2 separate regions of the Capra hircus genome follow, and region 2 is linked to region 1. Evidence: chromatin contacts called from public Hi-C data. All regions are on one chromosome and are shown on one strand. The core of a region is the stretch at or near the end of the contact, and the rest is flanking DNA. Distances in the headings are between cores, read along the strand shown. Region 1 has its middle 65 kb from the start of CLMP. Region 2 overlaps CLMP (CXADR-like membrane protein).

Evidence for each region. A called contact is a pair of places that touch in the nucleus more often than the background predicts.
Region 2: a Hi-C map of liver shows a contact between it and region 1, with 3 times the contacts expected there. The contact joins two enhancer-like sites. A contact is called at or near these places in 2 of 5 Hi-C or Micro-C datasets (blood and liver).

Annotation. Positions count from the first base shown.
Region 1 is chr15:48,473,657-48,477,308 of ARS1.2, reverse strand. No RefSeq gene overlaps it. Among named protein-coding and RNA genes, the nearest start is that of CLMP, 65 kb to the left of the region's middle. Within about 2 kb of position 1,683, at least 1 of the 5 cell types and tissues checked has an H3K27ac peak or open chromatin away from gene starts, as enhancers often do.
Region 2 is chr15:48,618,492-48,622,123 of ARS1.2, reverse strand. CLMP (CXADR-like membrane protein) reads right to left here. Exons shown (of 8, transcript XM_018059635.1): 3 at 339-496. Among named protein-coding and RNA genes, the nearest start is that of HSPA8, 32 kb to the left of the region's middle. Within about 2 kb of position 2,008, at least 2 of the 5 cell types and tissues checked have an H3K27ac peak or open chromatin away from gene starts, as enhancers often do.

The DNA.
Region 1 (3,652 bases), core at 434-2,933:
GCTCGTGAATAACAGACACTCCTATCACTCAGGCAATTCCAAGCATTTAAGAAGCTCCACCCCATGGAGAAGGAAATGGCAATCCACTTCAGTATTCTTGCCTAGAGAATTCTATGGACAGAGGAGCCTGGCAGGCTACAGTCTATGGGGTCGCAGAGTCGGACAGAACTGAGTGATTACACTTTCACTTTCTTTCAAGTGTTCACATGCCACAACTAAAAAGAACCTGCATGCCGCAACTAAGACCTAGTGCAGCCAAATAAATAAAAACAAATAATAAATATATATTTTTTTAAAGTTCCATCCCAGGAACCTGGGACAAAGACCAGACAAATTCTTTATTATACAACAGTAGCAGAGCCTGGTCTTGACCCCGTGTCTGCAGAATTCAGGTCGAAGGTGTTCCCTGCTGCCCCATACCAGACCCCCAGCGCCTGGCCCCCACCTGACTTTCTGGCTATGCATTTAGAAGTGAGAGATCGTGATGTATTCTGACCGCCCAAAGACCTGGAAAGAGGCCACAGGCTTTTGAAAACCACACCCGTCCTTCTGTTTTGCCCACCTGAAACCTGACCAAACCCATAACCCAACCACCACGTTTCTAAAGTGACAAAGCTGAAGCAGGAAGGAGGCTGGCACTCACCCTGCTCCTCTCCCGTCTCAGCAGAGAGCTTGTCTTTGGGACTGGACTGTGCAGGGCTTCGGAAAGCAAGTCAGGTGGGAGGTGCCAGTACAGACCACGATGCAGAGGTCTGCGTTTATCCTTAATCTGCATTTTAAAGAAAAACCCTGCATCCCACACAGCTCCCTGCCCTAGGCAGCTGTTTCAAAATGTGCAAGCCAAAATGGAATGGTGGATGAGAAGTGATTTCAGAGCAGTAGAATCCAGGGTATGCGGGCTGCCAAAGGACAGTGTGTCCACTTGCATTATCAGCGCAAAGCTCCACTGCCTTTCGGTGACTGGGGAAAAGGATACTCATTTATTGCACCCTGCCACATGGCATGCAATATGCGAGGCATCTACAGATGCCACACATCACACAACCCTTACAGTTCTGCAGAGTGTGCTTAATTTAATGGAGAAATAGGTCCTAAGAGATTAAAGAACTCACCCAAAGATATGCAGTTAGGAAGAGGAAAAGCTACAATCCAAACCCCAGTTCAGTTCCAAGACCGATTCTTGTACCTATACTAGGCTGCCTCCAGGAGCTGGTCATAGCTGGGAAAATGTTGCCATCACTTCTGTTGGCTTGCTCCTTTAATAAGGAATATTTTTGTACAAATAGGTAATTAAACTGTGAGCCTCAGAAAACCTGTAATTTTGAAAGCCCAGGGCATTGGAACGAAGCTTAGCAAAGAAAAGCTTCATTTACATTAACCCAGCTGGGAGATTACTCAGGTCATTTCTCTGAAAGCCCTCTAACCTTCCTCTGAGTAGTTTAAACATTAGGCTGGTTTCAATTCTTAATCCACTGCTAACTCAGGCCTCTGGTGCAGAACAAATGGCCTGTTAATGATAAAAGTCGCAATCACATAAAAGGCTCGCTGTGAGATTATAAGGGCAGCCCTATCTCCAGCTCCTATTTCCAGTTTTTATTTTACCTCCTCTTACTGACCTCTGTGGATGCACGTGGTTGCCTCTCTACTGGGCTAGGCAAGCAGGAGGCTAGAGCCGGCATTAGCTCTGCGCTGGTGCCACCTGGTGGCCAGCTAGGTCTCTGCAGGTCCTCCTGACATTTCAGACAAAAGGGTGGTGGTGGTGCTGCTGCTGCTAAGTCGCCTCAGTCGTGTCCGACTCTGTGCGACCCCATAGACGGCAGCCCACCAGGCTTTCCCGTCCCTGGGATTCTCCAGGCAAGAACACTGGAGTGAGTTGCCATTTCCTTCTCCAATGCATGAAAGTGAAAAGTGAAAGTGAAAGCACTCAGTAAAAGGGTGGTAGAGGTTGTTATAAGCTTCCCTCATAGCTCAGTTGGTAAATAATTCTCCTGCAATGCAGGAAACCCAGGTTCGATTTCTGGGTCGGGAAGATCCACTGGAGAAGGGATAGCCTACCCACTCCAGTATTTTTGGGCTTCCCTTGGCTTAGCTGGTAAAGAATCCGCCTGCAACGCGGGAGACCTGGGTAGGCAAGATCCCCTTGGAGAAGGGAAAGAAAGGCTACCCACTCCAGTATTCTGGCCTGGAGAATTCCATGGACTGTATAGTCCATGAGGTTGCAAAGAGTTGGACATAAATGAGCGACGCTCACTTCACCTTCAAAAACAAATTAGGTTTGTTTGTTACTATCATATCCTTATGATAGTAAAAAATAAAACTGATTTGGTTTCTGCCTTCTCCGGGTTCAACAGGTGTTTTCACAATAGCACAGGAGATGCTTGTTTGGGGAAGGTGGTGAATGAGGCAGCCATCTTCTTATAATACTGCAAGATTCTAAGTTACTGTGATGACTGATTCTTGAATGTGGACAATTGTGTTTATTTTGACCTCATGTGGGTAGAGCAAAAAAAATGTGTTGTGGCCTCTGATTCTTTCATTCTTTCAGATCCCTGGTCCCACTGATACCTAGATGTAGACCCCATCAATGCATAGGTGGCAATGCCTCCTTCATCTTCAGGCCCACAGTCTACACCCCAGGCCAGGAAGAAAATGAGAGGGCTCAGTGCATCCCAGACTATTTACACAACTGATTTTTATTTCCTTCTCAAGGTGCTTCTCAGCCTTGCTATATATTTGGCCTTTCTGAGCATCAGTTTTCCCCATCTGTAAAATGGACATAAGTATGTTTGCTTTGCTGGATGATAGTAAGAAATAAACCTAATTGTGGAAATAAATGAAGATTGTCCAAATGAGAACCAACAGAGCTTGCTACAGTGGGAGAGCCAGAAACCATCAGTGAGTTTGCAGAGATGCAGAAGCGGACAGAGAGTGGGAAGCTTTACAATTAAGAAAGGGGAAGACCTCCTGTGTGCTCTGGTTGGAGGTTGTTGCCGGGGGAAGCTAGAGGTGGGCTGACTAGAATCAGGGGGCATCTGATGTGACTGGTTCAAGGAGTATATTTGGCTTTTTTGGCTTAGTTCTGTTAGGGGAAGCACGCTGATTGAAAACACCCACTCTGGCCAGGCACCATAGTAACTATTTGCATGAGTTGTTTTTGGACAGGAGGTCCTGGTAAGGAACAGGGAGCTAATAAGCCTCCACCAACCAGAAGAGTTCGGGAAAGGTCAAAAGGAGACACCACCTGTCTGACCACCTCTCAGAATCCTTCTGTCTGGCATCTATCTTGGCTGAACAAGGCGTGCACCACCAGGAAGGACTCTGAGTCAGAATGATTGGCTGAAGACAACCCGGAAACTAATCCTATCACCGTAAAACCCGAGACTGGGAGCCACGCGGCAGAGCAGTTCTCCTGGGTTCCCTTACCCTCCTGCTCTCCACCCGGGTGCCCTTTCCCAATAAAATCTCTTGCTTTGTCAGCACATGTGTCTCCTCGGACAATTCATTTCCAAGTGTTAGACAGAGCTCAGTTTCGTGCCCTGGAAGGGGCCCCCCTTCCTGCAACAGTTCTGAGTTGGAAGTGGAGGCAAAAGTCAGGGAAGCTGGCAGTCAGTGACCGAATCCAGACCACTCTGGTGCATTACTGCAGAGGCTA
Region 2 (3,632 bases), core at 759-3,258, 140 kb before region 1:
CAGACTTCTCAGGACAGGTATGGTTCTGGCCCACTAGACTAGGCGATCAAGCTACTGGATCCTTGCCCCCCTCATAGGAAAGACGCCACTAATGTAGATTCCCTCCTTGGAAAAATGATAGATTCTTGTAGTTCTTGCTCGTCCCCAAGCAGAATCTTTTATCCTCACAACCCAGTATCCTTTCTTGTTATAGTATTGTATCTAGAGTCTTCCAACTCTAAACCAGATGAGAAAGCAATTCTAGAACTTTCTTACACAATGAGAAAGATGCAGGACTAAGGCAAGGTGGAGGAGGACAGGGGAAAAGGGAGCGAGACTCCAGTCAGACACACACTCACCACTTTTTGGTTCCCTTCACGATCGGTGAGCAGCCATTCGATATCCAGGGTGTCTTTCTCTGGGAGCCCCAGCTGATGGTGACAGGGCAGAGTGACCTTCTCCTCTGCCACTTTCTTGATCTCAGTGTGAGTCCCCAAGGTTCCAACGTAGTAGGAAACTGGAAGAGGAAAACCTCCAATGAGTCGTGCAGAAACTGGATGACGGGGTGCAGGAAACAAATACTACAGCTAATAATTACTGGATGTCTCTGTGGGCAAGAGGCACGTCACGGTGTTGGAGGAACCCTGGTCCAGAAGTACTGGAAGACCCTGGTCTCACACTGGCTCCTCTATTAACTGAATTCATCATATCTTCCGTACCCCCGCAAATTACACTCCTGGTAATGCCCACCTTCCCTACCCTCCAGGGTTTTTAGAAACAATGAAATCACTCAAGTTAAAAACAACTTTGTTTTTTGATCTTTCTTTCCCCCACTAACGAAGGCTTCTGAAAGGATGGAGGAAACTAACAAGGAGGACAGGGTTAGCCTCCTTCCAGCACAGGCTCCAGATGTGGTTCACGCCTCAGAGCCTTGAAGTCCGGCCTCCCTCACAAAACTCTCAGCAAGTGCAGCCGTGCCTCCAGGACCAAGGGGGCTCTTGCGGCAGCCCCTGCTCCCTCAAGGGACACACAGTCTCCTCCTCCCCCAGCTTCCATCTTCATTCTCCACAGTTTCATATCATATGGCTGCACAACAGGAAGCAGCACTTTCTACCCAAAGCAAAATTCCAAGCTACCACATTTGGATCCTGCCCCTTCATCCCTCCAGTATTCCTTTGGCCAATAGGAATTCAGTTCTACTTTCTTTAACTTTCATCTTTTTCCAGAAATGGTACTGTGTCAGCAACAATTTTTTGTTTGTTTGTTTGTTTTTTGCTTGTGGGAGCTCAGTTCCCTGACCAGGAATGGAACCAAGGTCCCCAGCAGTGGAAGTGTGGGGTCCAAACTGCTAGATCACGAGGAATCCCACCAACTTGCCCAGTATCACACAGCTAGGAAGTGTCAGCGCAAGGCTCTATCCAGATCTGTCTCCCTGCAAAGCTCACCCTAACAGCCATGCTAAACTACTCATACCCTTGGTTTCATGTAGCTTCCTGAGTTTGCCTCTAAGCACCTTGAGATTAAGTTCTATTACCGCTGCATGCCCAGAGCACTCAGTCAGGGTCTCACATGCTGCAGGTGCTCAATAAATACGTATTGGATGGATTTGAATCTAACCCATGCACTGATTTTATTAATGAGCAAACTGAGGTCTGGGGATAAAGGAGTTGGCCCAAGGTCCTACAACTCATTTAGTGGCAGAACTAACTCATGTAAAACCTATCCTCCTTCAGTTCCCATAAAGCAGAGCCGGTTTGCCCTGTACTAAGCTAAGCTTCTATGGAGGAGCTCTGGCTTCCATCTCTGATCACTTTCCACTGGACAGGACAGTGTTCAGATGAAGCACCCCTGGCAAAGCTAGAGAACCCAGCACCAATTTGGTGCATACAGTAGGCACTCAATATATATTGAATAATTAAATGCAAAGAATCAGCTAGGAAAGTTGCCGATTTGAGCCACTAGAGGGAATCAGAGGCTCAGATTTGGTTGATGTCCTCAAAGGAAAGGAACACGGTGGGTGGTGTGCTTTGCCAGAGCACCAAGTTCTATTTATACCACACCCAGAATTAACACAGCAGTGCAGGGCCAGGTCACTCCATGAATCACAAATGGTTTTACCAAGGCAAGGAGCCTCAGGATCAGGGTGTATTCACCTCTAGTCTTCCCTGAACCTCAGGTCCCTAGAATCCCTGCAGAGTTCTCAGGTACTTCTGTGCTTTTTAACTCAAACTCCTGAAGTCTACATGCAAAGTGCCTGGGCTCTCCTTACAACCTCCAGGCTTGGCAATGCTCATGGGGGCTGCTGAATATGTGTCTGCTGCTTGGCAGGTGAGCAAGAAGGGGCAATTTAACCCCCAGGGGCCAGCCTTGGGTTCCCTGGGCACTGAAGGGTTCACTTTCTTTCTTTCTTTTTTTTTTTTTGAAGGGTTCACTTTAATTGAGAAAGACCTTGCTGCTACTGCTGCTTAATCATTCAGTCATGTCCAACTCTTTGCAGCTCATGGACCATAGCCCACCAGGCTCCTCTGTCCATGGGATTTCCCAGGCAAGAATACTGGAGTGGGTTGCCATTTCCTTCTCCAGGGGATCTTCCTAACCTAGGGATCAAACATGAGTCTCCTGCTTGGCAGGCAGATTCTTTACCACTGAGTCACCTGGGAAGCTGGAGAAAGACTTGTTGTTCAGTGGCTAAGTCGTGTCTGACTCTTTGTGACCCCATGGATTGCAGCACGCCAGGCTTCTCTGTTCTTCCCCATCTCCCAGAGTTTGCTCAAACTCATGTCCATTGGGTCAGTGATGTCATCCAACCATCTCATCCTCTGTTGTCCCCCTCTCCTCCTGCCCTCAATCTTTCCCAGCATCAGGGTCTTTTCCAATGAATTGGCTCTTTGCATCAAGTGGCCAAAGTATTGGAGCTTCAGTTTCAGCATCAGTCTTTCCAATGAGTATTCAGGGTTGATTTCTTTTAGGATTGACTGGTTTGACCTCCTTGCAGTTGAAGGGACTCTCAAGAGTCTTCTCCAGCACCACAATTTGAAAGCATCAATCAGTTCTTTGGGGCTCAGCCTTCTTTATGGTTCAACTCTCACATCTGTACATGACTGTTGGAAAAACCATAGCTTTGACTATATAGACCTTTGTCAGTAAAGCGATGTCTTTGCTTTTTAATATGCTGTCTACATTTGTCATAAAATATTCATAGTTGAAATCTTTCTAAAAATGTTATGTCCAAAGAACTGGCCTTGTTTTGGTGGTCAAATAGATGCCTTGGATGATCCTTTCATGGAGGCTCACTTAGTCCAAATAAGTGAGACCTATAATTTTCTTGCACTGACTTTCCCTCACATATTGAGGCCCAATTTTTGGATCAGATTGTCAGTTCGAGCAGATGTGGCAGGATCAAGAATCCTGGCTGAGTTTTTTAAGATGGCTCCCTCCCTTTAGGCCACTGGTAACCTAGCTTGCTTTTTTGGATGCAAAAAGACAAATGGCCCAGGGTAACTTTTTCAAAAAATATATTTATTTCTATTTATTTATTTATGTATTTTAATGGGCTTCCCAGGTGGTGCAGTGGTAAATAATCCACCTGCCAACGCAGGAGATGCAAGAGACATGGGTTAAGAACCCTGCACTGGGAACATCCCTTGGAGTAG